Regions from separate parts of the Gossypium hirsutum genome. Here region 2 is linked to region 1. A link is a contact called in public Hi-C data. All regions are on one chromosome and are shown on one strand. The core of a region is the stretch at or near the end of the contact, and the rest is flanking DNA. Distances in the headings are between cores, read along the strand shown. Region 1 has its middle 12 kb from the start of LOC121231044. Region 2 overlaps LOC107951814 (a long non-coding RNA gene).

Evidence for each region. Hi-C and Micro-C count contacts between places; a contact is called where the count stands out from the background.
Region 2: a Hi-C map of hypocotyl shows a contact between it and region 1, with 3 times the contacts expected there. The contact joins two enhancer-like sites. A contact is called at or near these places in 2 of 34 Hi-C or Micro-C datasets (hypocotyl and leaf).

The regions. Positions count from the first base shown.
Region 1 is chrA06:9,941,089-9,947,737 of Gossypium_hirsutum_v2.1, forward strand. No RefSeq gene overlaps it. Among protein-coding and RNA genes, the nearest start is that of LOC121231044, 12 kb to the right of the region's middle. Within about 2 kb of position 4,248, at least 2 of the 9 cell types and tissues checked have an H3K27ac peak or open chromatin away from gene starts, as enhancers often do. A contact at or near this core is called in hypocotyl, where this site is marked.
Region 2 is chrA06:10,092,854-10,099,236 of Gossypium_hirsutum_v2.1, forward strand. LOC107951814 (a long non-coding RNA gene) reads left to right here. Exons shown (of 2, transcript XR_005928387.1): 2 at 1-1,710. Among protein-coding and RNA genes, the nearest start is that of LOC107951814, 4.7 kb to the left of the region's middle. Within about 2 kb of position 1,323, at least 6 of the 9 cell types and tissues checked have an H3K27ac peak or open chromatin away from gene starts, as enhancers often do. A contact at or near this core is called in hypocotyl, where this site is marked.

The DNA of each region.
Region 1 (6,649 bases), core at 2,998-5,497:
TAATTTATTTTAGCATAGGGATGAAATCGTAAATGTGGTCAAAGTTAACCACTATGGATTTCTTTCGCTTGTGGTAATATGATAATCAATTAGGGACAAAATTGATAATTCAACCATTTTCATAGTTAATGGCCGGACAGGTGTTGGTTTTACCTTACCTGTAATAATGCTAATCTTAATTACTAATTAGATTAGACACATATATATACCGTAGCATAGTGGATGGAAAGAGACAGTTCATTATTGAATGCTTGAATATTTGATGACTTCTATAATGTCGAATTGTCATATGTAAGCATACGGGGGAGAAGTTACACTTTCTTATTTTGGCGTCAAAATAAAATTCAATGATCTTGTGGGGCCAAGGTAAGAATATTGGTCTGTCGTAATTTGATACACCAAATTAGGCTCTCCATTACACTTGACGAGCTTATTCACAAGCAATTTGAATGTTTTTATCATGTTTTTAGTTAGTTTTTGCTTTTTTGCTTTAATAAGTGAATTAGTATGTTTTACGCTATTTTGGATACTCGAATTGGCCAAATGTGCCGTAGGGAACCTAACAATTGATTGAGTGTTGTAGGGAGTCAATGGTGGCCCTAACGTGAGAAAAAACATCACCTAGAAGGGGGTATCGCAGTATCGAAGCATGGAAGTTGTGATACCCCTAACAATGTTGAAACGAACAAAATTGAGGCCAACTCCAGTGATATCACGATACCAAGGCTCCCAATTTCAATACTGACTTGTGTACCGTGATACCGTTGGGTACCACCATATCGAAGTTTGGGTATCGCGATACCGATGTCTAATGAGGAGAAAAATGATTGCAGGGGTAGTTTTTGTCCAACACCCATACAAATCAAAATTAAGGTTTAAGGGCATTTTGATCCAAAATTTTGGGTTGAAATCAGATATTAAAAGCTACTTTTGGCTGAGAAAAGGAGGAGAGCTTTAGTTTAGGTTTTCTTTCAACTATTTAGTTTAGGTTTTCTTTCATCTCTTTAGCTTAGTTTTAAGGTTTTCTTTTTCCTTTTTTGGGGTTTACTTTACTTTTCTAATTTTTAGTTAGTTAGTTTTACTATAGCTAGACGATATTTACATTTAAGAACTTAAATTTTTACATTATATTTTCATTTTCATCCCAAGCTTTTAATATAGCTTAGTTCCATTTTCAGTTTCTTAGATAAAATTCTAATTTTTAGTGTACATGTGCATCATCTTCACTACCATTGTTATCTCCTTCAAACTTTTTTCAAGAAAACCTTAAGTTTTGTTAACCTTATATCTTGCACTTAAATTAATGTATGCTTTGGGCGTTTATTTGATTGTTGTTTGTTTAGAAATGATAATGAGTAGCTAACTCTATGGTGGTTGGTTGACGTTATTGTTGCTTAGTTAGATTTTGGTACATGGATTAAATTGCAAAAACTGAACTAGATTTAATGAACTTCAAAACTTTGAATTGACACCCCTAATGATAAATTAAGATAAGTGAGGCCGAGAGGTAATCTTATTGGGACCAATTCATTAGTCTTGGGTTAGTCAGGTGAGATCGAGAGATAAACCGAACTAGTTTGTCTAATTTGGTAAAATTGGGATTGAGAGGTAAAATAGAGCCACTTAGGAGTTTAAGCAATTTAGGTCCCCAATCCAAAATTTAATTAACAACATGGAAGTCAACCAATCGTTTTTTGTTATTAATTTGTTAATTTGTTAATTTCGTAATTTATCTAGTTTTACAATTTAGTCCTTTTGCATATTAAGTGGTTAATTAAAGTAATTCACATCCAAATTATGCTTCGTTATAATATAGAAATTAGTGAGTAGCTAGTTAAAATCCTTATTCCATGCTTGTCGAAAAGGAATCATTAAATTGTTGACTCCTTTGGGTTCAAATCCTTCATTGCATGCTTGTCGAGAATGAATCATTAAATTGCTGACTTCTTTGAGTTTGATCCTTGGAATACTCAAGTGTTCCATTGAACATTATAAATATTACAATTGACATGTCACACTTGCAGACACTACACCTAGTTATTCTGATTTTATTGTTATATTAGTGTTGATTCTCTCTGCCTTGGTGTTCGCACACCGATAACGAAAGCGGTGAAAAAATTAAATTAACTAATTGTTTACCTCTTTGAAAAAATACTACGAGGAGGGCATTAATTACTAATAACAAGTAAGCATCGCTATTATGTATCAACCATGCTAATTTTAATTTATCAAAAGAATAAAAACTTTAGCTGGTATCAAATTTCAAGAACATCTAAAATTGGCCCACCCTCCTGACGATTCATTAGAAAACAAAAATACTAGGCTTTCTAGCACTGATTCGTACCATTATAGATATCTCAGAGGGGTTGGCCCAAAAAATTCATCTTTTTTTAGGTAGAAATGGAATAGAATTATACAACAGACTATTCATCCAACTAAAAAGCTCCAGTTCAGAATAAGACCAACCAATCGTCCTGGGTCCAACTATTATTGCATTTTCCTCTTTACTCAAAAGAGGCAAATCGCCAATTACTCCCCATGGAAAAGCAAAACAATTTAACTACACGAAAGAAATAAGCTAAAATAAAACATTAATGTGATTTCTTTGATCCTAGTTTTGTACGTAACGTTACAAGTCCTTATGGGTTGCAGTACTCAATATTGGGTCGGGTTTTCATCAGTTTTATAAAAGAACTTTACATGGTGGTTACATACATTTATAGGCTTAGCTACTTGCCCTAATGCGTAAGTTTTCCGACATTTTAAAAAAGTTCTCTACATACATAAAATACAATAAAAGATAAAGACTAGACAGAAAAAAATGTTCTGTCTAAAAATTTACCCCACCATTGGGCAATGGCATTGCATTATCCAACCCTGCTCAATAATTATTTTTATATATATTAGCAGTAAATATTAATATGATAGAAAATTACTATGTATTGTGAATAATAAATTTACAAGGGATGAATCCTTTCATTCTATACACAATCACCCAAATAGTTTTTTTTAAATTTTTTTTTCAAAAAATTGTCTTTTTATATTAAATTAATCTCTTTTAAAAAAAAACTAAATACTAATAAATGTTGAATGTAGTGATAAGAAATATTTCATTTAAAAAAATATAAATTAAAATTTTAAAAATGAAATTATTAAAAGAGAGAATCATAAATACTAAACATAAATTGTAAAAAAGATATGAAAAGAATAGGTGAATAATTAGGTTAGACTGAGCTTAGATATCTATGAGAGCTGTTAGTACTTGTCCATGTTCATTCATTCTATAAGTGAAACTAATTAATAAATTATTTATATATTAAATAATACAAGTACGACAAAGAAGTTAAAAAAAGCGTTAAAACTTCTTATAAGAGAAACGTGGGGAGTTACAAATAAGGAATATAAATTTACTTTTCAAAAAAAAAGTTAATTACAAATATAACCTTATCCGTATATATTATTTATTTTGTAAAACAATTTTTTACATTATTTTAAAACTAAATCGATTTTATTAATAATTGTCTCTTTTAATAATATTATTTTTAAAGTTTGAACCAATATTCTTTCATTAAAGATGCAATATACCAATAATAATAAACTCAAGCAAAACTTTTATAATAATAGTTGTACTCCATCCATATTGCTGATATATTATTAATATTTTTAAATATCTTTAATGTTTATTAATCCCGTATATTCATGAGTTATTAATTGTTATGGATTATAACAATAATTTTTTTTGAGAAGTCTAAATTAAAATTAATGTCATTTTTGGTGCATAAAGTTAAAATATGTTATAAGCTTTTGTATTTTTTGTAAATTTAAAATTTAATCTCTTAATTTTTATTTTTAAGAAATTGATTTTTATTTTATTTTTTAGATTTCAAAGCTTTGGTCTAATAATTAACATCATTAAATTCTTTTTATTAAATTCAATAATTTAACCATTTGAAATAAATATATACTCATTTTGATAACAATGCAACAAGAAAAATGATGCTGAAATAAACAACATTAACAATTAGACTTGTATTTTTAAATCTAAAAAATGAAAGGACTAAATTCTAAATGGTTGAAGAGTAGAGGGTCCAGAAGTAGATTTTAACCTATTAGTAATTTAAAAATAAAATTAAAAAAAAAAGGGGAAAAAAAAGAAGAGGAGAAAAGCAAAAGTAGAGGGGATAAGAGGAAAGACAAAGTTGTGGGTTAAACCAAAAGGACAATTGGAGTTCAATCGTGTCGGGCATGTGTGATTATTTATATCAGCGTTGGAACAATTAGACAGCATTAGTGATACACTGACATACCAGCACACGCAGTTTTCATGCATTTGTCACCTTGTGCTTTGCTAGATAGGAAATTTAAACGTTGAAAGAAATATAAGAACACATAAGCCAAATTTAAAACAATATTATACTAATTTCAAAAAAAAAAAAAGAAAGAAAGAAAGTAAACACAACATATTTTATTAATTATGAACTTGAATAGCATCATTCATTATGTAATTATGAATTTTTACGGGATAATTAAAATCAAACTCTAAAAGTTAATTACAACCAAGACTTGCTAAAAGTGTCTTTAAGTTGAAGGAAGTGTCCTAGCACCATGAGATCTAATCTGTTATTCTTCAATTTAGAGATAATCACATATGCATTTCCCTCCACCATTATATCCGACAAGCCTTTGGATTTGGCAAAATTTCATGCCATGGTTAATTCACTAGTTGTAAAATTTCAATAAATTTATACACTCATTTAAGTCAAATTTAAATGGATTAAGTTGTTTACTTTAATAGAAATTAAGTTCTATTTATTCATTCCATTATTTGATAAACATATCACATTAATACCTCATTTAGTTATGAGAATAATAATATGAGAAAATAAACCTATTTATTACATATGTATTATAATAGTTATATATAAAATAAAAAATAATTTCTACAAATTTAAATTAAACATTAAAAAATGAGTAATATCATTGGTAAAAAAATAAGACCTCTTGCCAACAACTTCTTAATCTAATGGTAAGAATATTATGTTGTAGACATGAAAGTTTGGGTTCAATTCCAAACAACCCTATTCCCCTCCCTCAATTATTAAATGTGTACAAAGTAATATTCTTACCAAACATAACATAAATGTTAAGTTTATAATCTTCATCACTTAGGGTTTGTATAACCTTAATGGAAAATGTCAAGATAGAGAAAATAATTTATCGTGATTTTCTTTGTCAAATTCAATGGTCGATTTTAATTTCGCATCATGAAATTTTCTATGTTCGTGAAAATTATATGTTCTAATAATATCTGTTCTTTTGGTACAATGTTTAAAATTAACTATACCCCTTCCCAATTTATAAATAAGAGGTTCTAATAATATCTGTTCTTTTGGTACAATGTTTAAAATTAACTATACCCCTTCCCAATTTATAAATAAGAGGATAATGCGCTTCAATGCACTTGAATCCACGTCCTCTTATATTAGTAACGATATCCATACCAATTAAGCTAAGACTTAATCAATAGATTAATTTTATTTTTAATTACTTTATATTATCGCGATTTCAATCACTTAAAAAGAGATTTTGTTTTGAGCAAGGTTTATTTTAAGTTAATGACTAAGGTTTATTTTATGTCATTGATTTTATTGTCAGCATCTCTTGTATGTTGTTGCGATTTAATATTAGAATGTGGTTGGCTCTTGGCAATTTGGAAGATAAGAGTGTCAAGACTTTATGCTTTAAAATGTTTTAATTCGTGCTTATTGTTTAAAAAGTCAAAGTGAGGTTGATGGAGATATTATTTATTATTTATTATGTTTTAGCATTACGATTTATGATAATGTAATATATTTATTTATTTTAAATTTTTTATTAAGTTTAATTATTTATTATGTTCTAAATTTATAATTAATATAAAATTATTTATTTCTCATGTATTATTTTTAAGTATTATAATGAAAATTGAGGATATATTATAATGTGTGTTTTAGCATTTTATATAAATGGGGATTAAAAGTTCCTATACAAGTTATGTATGTGATATGTAATTTATTAGTCACCAAAGTGTTCAAATTAGAAAGTTTTCATAGATATCAATTAAATTATGCATGTAGAAGTTGTTAATATCCATATAATTAGTGAAATGTTTATAATGGAAAAATAGATAATTAACTTTCACTATTTATTAGAACTCTAAAATTTGCTCAAAGGTGAATTATTTATTCAATGGATTGTGAAAATTATGGTGATAAATTAATATAATTTTTAGATATATATTTGAATGTGCAAAAGTAACATGTATATATGATGAAATTATTTATTTGTTCCTTAAAATTAGTAGCTTTTATTTAAGATAGTATATTGTAGTATTTGCCCAAAGGAGAACTAGGATTTACTTCATTATTTGTTTATTTGAACTCAAAAGTAATTTCATTATTTTGAGCATTTATGTTTTTTTTACTTTTATTATTTTGCAACTATTTCAATCATTCACAAGCCTCATCTATTGCTTTATTTAACGAGTTATTCTTTAAATGTAGTAAACAAGTACTATTTAAGTGTTTTGGGTCTTGATTAAACATTATTAGAAGAAAAACCTATTGCTATTATTGACTTAATCAATGAGTAAGAGAAGTTGTACAAAAAA
Region 2 (6,383 bases), core at 73-2,572, 150 kb after region 1:
TTTCTCTTTAAATATACACACACGCGCACATAGGCACATATGCCTTTTTCCAACAATTCCTAAGAAAAGGGCTTTTAGATTATGCCAAAATTTATTGTCTTGTACCAATGGTATTGAGACCGTTTCAATATCAGATCTGAATGTTCGTGCCTACCTTGCTTAGGTAGTAGACTAGTAGAAATATGGAGTGTTTTTTTAATATGCAAGTGGATCTACCTAGCCAAACTAGATAAGTGTATATATTAAGGCAGGGACAGATTATAGGACAAATATTCATAGCCATAAAACAAATCCGATAATAAAGTACAATATGCAGCTTAACAAACAGTTCTTATGTGTATATGTGTGTCTATTTATCTAACTTTTGCTGTATTGGGAGATGTTCACTAGAAAATTGAATTCATGGTTTTAAGGCCAACTCTTTTGTTCGTTTATGAAGCTGCATAGATCATTTGATCTAGCTACTTTAATTATTTGATCCATTCATTCATATATTGTATTAATGCAGCCAACTAATCTAGCTCATATATATGTATACACCATTGGTCCTTTTTGGGTATTTATATATTATATGGATTTAATTTATATACTACGTGTTATAGCTATTTGCTTTTTGGAAGGGAAAATAGACCAGAGCTGAAAAGCTGTGACTGCCTTGTGTTTTGTGAATGTCTACTTGAATCTCGGTAATCTTAAGAGCTACTACTGTAACCGTGTTGCAACATTCTGTCTCACAGCCTCTATTAAATAATACTAATTAATCTCAAACTCTTCCACTTCAAAGAACAAGATAATTGGATGCCACCTCTTTAAGGGTAGTTCTAGAAACCAAGAGAATTAAACTGGTGCTTTGAAGTAATTTCCTTTACACATGTGCATACATGCAGCATTTTCTTCTACATTACTAATGTCTGTATAGGGCTGTAAATTATGAACAGTTAGATTTTTATTCGTTTATGTTGATTTACTAATTAAATAAATAAACATAAGATTTTAAAGAGATTTTTATTAGTTTATGTTCATTTATTAAGTTAAATAAATAATAAGCTTGTTTATTAAAGGAATCAAACACAAAAACCTTAAAATATTGTCATACACAATTGATAATATTTTGCAGCCAAGAAACAGGATTGAAGGGTTAGAGATACTGTCATAATGATGGCTCACTTTGGGTTGTACAGAACTTTCTTGCATATAAATGGCTTTTGATCTTGAGGGTCAACAAAGTTGCCATTTATCGTTGTTGGGCGAACTTTTACATTGAGATAAAAGGGCAGGCCCCTCCCCTCATGAAGCTTCATTTAGTGCCAAGAATATTACCCATATCTACTGGTTCGAACAAAGAGTTATGCCTCAAAAGCGACGTGACTGAACCATTTTCCCCAACACATGGGGGCGGAAAATTATTGCTTTGCCTTGCCATTTCCCTTTCACTTAATTTGTCCATAGCTATTGGGTTACCTCCCCTCCGAAGTTTTTTTTATTTTACACTCTAATTAATATTTATGTTTCACTAGTTTTTTGAAATCCACTAAGGTTTTAGTTGATTAAGACAGTAGGGCACTGAACATGGAAGCTGAAACTACTACTGATGTATAAGCGCGCGACATATACAAGAAGAAAACCAAAGTTACACATTTTGTTGTGTATAAATAGTTTGAAAAAAAAGTTAGCTACATGAGCTAAATGAATTAAATTTAAGTTTATTAATCCTATCCAAATTAGTTGTTTCTTTTACCATCTTAGATTTATTTCATTTGAAGAAAACATTCAAAATTAAAAAGTTTTCTTTTTAATTATTGTCCCATGCTTTGTCAATAATTGGGTTCACTCTGATTTTTTTTATTTTTTTTTTTAAAAAGTGCCCCCAGTACAGGAAAGCTAGATGAAATAACAGGTCTAATTAGTATAGTCTAACATCATCATCATTATTCAAAATCATGCATGTTTCCAAGCTTTTTTTCCTTCTTTTAGAGAAAGATTCCCTATCACCAATTCTTTTACTCTCTAATGGTCCATTTTCCCTTCTTTTTCCATCTTGATTACACCTTAATTATGTTTTTCCCTTTTCCTTCTTTCTTTTGGGGTTATCTATTAGGTGAGATTCTTCTAACCCTTCTTTTAACTTCCCTCACTTTAATTATGGATCACTTTTTTTTCGTATTATTATTTTTTTTTTCTAATAATGCCTACCGAGTTTTTCTAAGCTTAATATATAAAAAGGTAAAGTTCAGTACAGCGAGAAAAGTAATGTTCACCGCAACCTCGAATCAAGCTAAAAGCATTGAGCTCTTACTAGTCTTAGCACAATTATTCACTTCTCTACAAACATAAACAATCTTAACATCCTGCACGAGGATAATACAATGATCAATAATCTTAAACGTTTCAGCAAATCTCCATTGACGAAGCACTGGATTGAAGCACCACGATATAATCGCCATTGAGTCCTTCTCAACAGCCAAATCTCTATTATTTTCCCATTCAGACTTAACAAAAACTTCCAATGCAATTCTGATAGCAGTGAGTTCTGTAAGATCAGAATCAAAATTTTTTAAGGGACCCGAGAGAATAGCAATTAGCTTACCAGTATCGCCCTTCAGAATACCTCCCTAACCTGCACGTCTTGGATTACCACTCGAGGAGCCGTCCACATTGAATTTAAGGTAGCCCATGGACGTGGCTGGGGCATTCACACCATGTTAGTTCGAAGGGGATTCTTCACAGTAAGAGAAAAACTTGAAGAGGGAGAATCCCACCAAGCTTCTTCTGAAAACCAAGCACTTCCAAATGCAGCTTTCGTTCAAAAAGGTACACAAATTTTAGGGGATTGACTTGGAATCTTTGGATTATCTTTTGTGCTTCAATGCTTTGATCCTTATAGCTTGCTGGAAATGGTGTTGATTTTCAGGAGGAAAATCTATTACCATAGAGGAAATCTTGTTTCTATTAAGGTTACTTTTTGTTTTGTTTTTTTAATCGAGCAAGAGTAAGAACAACAGGGTTTGAACTATGGTGGCTTAACCAATACTCTCTCACTTTGTTGGTTTATAAAGATTAGTATAGTATTAAGTATTATCATCTAATGCATTAGAATTGGTGAATAGGACTTTTAACAACTGCATTGATATATATAATCAATTTACGGGCAATGTTAGGTAAAATACATATAATCTAGATAGCACGTTTGTCACCTTTTCGTTTCTTTCTTTGTTTCTTTTTAAACTAGATTTATGCAAGACAATTCATTTATGGAAAATGTTAGGTAAAGTACATATAATCTAGATGTTTGCTCTTGTACCACATGTCATCTTTTCTTTTATTTTTCTTTCCTTCCTTTTCAACTAGATCTACGGAGGACATTCTACGGAGGACATTCTAGTAAGTCTTACTATTGATGATGATGATGAAGAGGAACCTTGGAAAATAAATTTGGTGGAGGAGTCTACAACGGCAACCTATGATAATGTTTGGTTGGGTATTTCCTTATGACTAGTATTGTCCATTTTTAGTCTATAAGGAACACCGATGCGAACATTTGGCGTCCTAGAAGAGTTACAATCACATATCTGGACAAAAATTGATTTAGAGTCATTGATGGAGGACCGTGTACCTTCAATAACCATTTATTTGACGGTTAATTTATAGTGTTAGAATTAAATGACCCGTATCATTATTAAAATAAAATATAGTGGTAAAATAAAATAAAAGTAAAATCTATATAGAACTACACTTTTTTATTTTATTTTAGAATAAGGTTTTTTAAACCTTATTAAACTCCATCTATTTTATATTGATTAGAATAAGGTGTTTCAGTCTTACTAGAAAATGGCTTTACAAGCCTATAAATAGACATAGTCTATTCCTCTTGTAATTATTCGAATTCGACATAGTGAATTTTCTTCTTATCTGCCCGTGGTTTTTTTCTCGAAAGGGTTTTCACGTAAAATCTGTATGTTCTTTATTTTATTTTATTTTATTTTATTTTCAAAAATTGGTATCTGAGCTTTCGGGTAGTTAATCTCGATCACAGTAATGGTGTCTTTGAAGTATGAAATTCCGCTGTTGGATCGCAACACTAGATTTGCATTGTGGCAGATTAAGATACAAACAGTTCTTGCGCAGATGGATCTAGAGGTTGCCCTATTAGGAATAGATAAGATTCCTTCGACGTTAACAGATGAAGAGAAGAAGCGTAAGGATTGAAAGGCGTTAACACAATTACATCTGCATTTGTCCAACGAAATTTTGCAGGATGTGATAAAGGAGAAGACCGCCATTGCATTATGGAAGAGATTGGAACAAATATGTATGTCGAAAACTCTAACAAGCAAGTTGCATATGAAGCAACGTCTTTATGCTCATCGTTTGGAGGAAGGTGGGTCAGTACACGAACACTTAACAATGTTTAAAGAAATTCTCTCAAACTTGAAGGCCATGGAAGTTCAGTATGATAAGGAAGATCTAGGATTGATTCTACTTTGTTCGTTGCCCCCGTCTTATTCAACCTTTAGAGACACGATTTTATATAGCTGCGAGCCTCTCACAGTTGATGAGGTTTATGATTCTTTGACCTCGTATATGATCAAATGAAGCATCTTGTAGTTAAACCTAACTCTCAGAGAGAGGGTCTCATTGTTCGTGGGAGACAAGATCAGAATGCTGATGATGATCGTGGAAGGACAGAGGAACGAAATCCTCGCAGTAAATCTAAGGGTAGATCGAAGTCTTCAAACAGAGGTAAAACTTGTAACTTCTGCAAGAAGAAATGGCAAATTAAATCTGAGTGCTATAAGCTGCAGAATAAGATTAAAAGGGAGGCTACGAATCAAAAGGGAAAACAACCAGAAAATTCCAGTAAAGCTGATGTTGTAGAAGACTACAGCGATGGTGAACTTCTAGTCGCTTCTGTCAACAATTCTAAAGTGAGCGAGGAGTGGATACTTGATTCAGGCTGCACCTTCCACATGAGTTCCAATAGGGTTTGGTTTACAACTTACGAAATAGCGTTTGAAGGTGTTGTTTTAATGGGAAATAATGTTTCATGTAAAATCATAGGTGTTGGAACAATTAAAGTTAAGATGTTTGATGGAATTGTTAGAACACTTAGGGACATACGACATGTTCCAAAATTGAAGAGAAATTTAATTTCATTAAGTACTCTTGATTCAAAAGGGTACAGATACACAGCTAAAAGTGGAGTTTTAAAGATTTCCAAAGGTTCCCTTGTTGTGATGAAAGGGCAGAGAAAGACTACCAAGTTATATGTTTTGCAGGGTTCTACTGTTACTGGTGATACAGTTGTCGCTTCCTCTTCCTTGTTAGATGATGATATTACTAAACTTTGGCATATGCGCCTAGGGCATATGAGTGAGAATGGCATGACAGAATTGAGCAAAAGAGGACTTCTTGATGGGCAAGGAATTTGCAAACTGAAGTTCTGTGAGTACTGTGTTTTTGGGAAGTAAAAGAGAGTTTGATTCACCAAAGGAATCCATAACACAAAGGAAACGTTGGAGTATATTCATTCTGATCTGTGGGGGCCATCCAGAGTGCCTTCAAGAGGTAGAGCTAATTATATGCTAACTTTTATTGATGATTTTGTCTAGAAAAGTTTAGGCGTTCTTCTTGAAGCAGAAAAGTTATGTGTTTTTCATATTTAATCTTGGAAAATTATGATTGAAAAATAGACAGAAAAATAAATAAAATGCCTCCACACAGACAATGGGTTAGAGTTCTGTTCTGATGAGTTTAATAGACTGTGCAAGTCAGAAGGGATCGTGAGACACTTGACAGTTCGTCATACTCTACAGCAAAACGGCGTTGCAGAACGAATGAACAGAATGATCATGGAGAAGGTTCGATGTATGTTGTTAAATACCAATTTACCGAAGTCGTTTTGGGCAGAAGCAGCCTCTACTGCATTTTTTTGATCAACCGATCTTCATCCATTGCCATTGAGAAAAAGACTCCAAAAGAGGTATGGTTTGGTAATCCTGCTAATTATTCTAACTTAAAGATCTTTGGATGTTCTACGTATGCTCATGTTGATAATGGAAAATTGGAACTGAGATCCATTAAATATGTTTTTCTTGGTTATAAAGCCGGTGTAAAAGGGTATAAGTTATGGTGTCCTGAAAATAGAAAAGTTGTGATTAGCAGAGATGTCGTGTTTGATGAAACTACTATGCTACCTAACTTATCTCTTAAAGACTCTTCCAATAAAGAAAATCAAAAGCAGGTGGAGCATCAGATTAATACAGAGTCGACTCCTCAAGCCAGTACAAAAATTAAGAATAGAGTTACTTCTTCACAGCAATATTCTATCACCAAAAACAGAACTAGAAAAGAAATTAAACCTCCAAAGAAGTATGCCGAGGCTG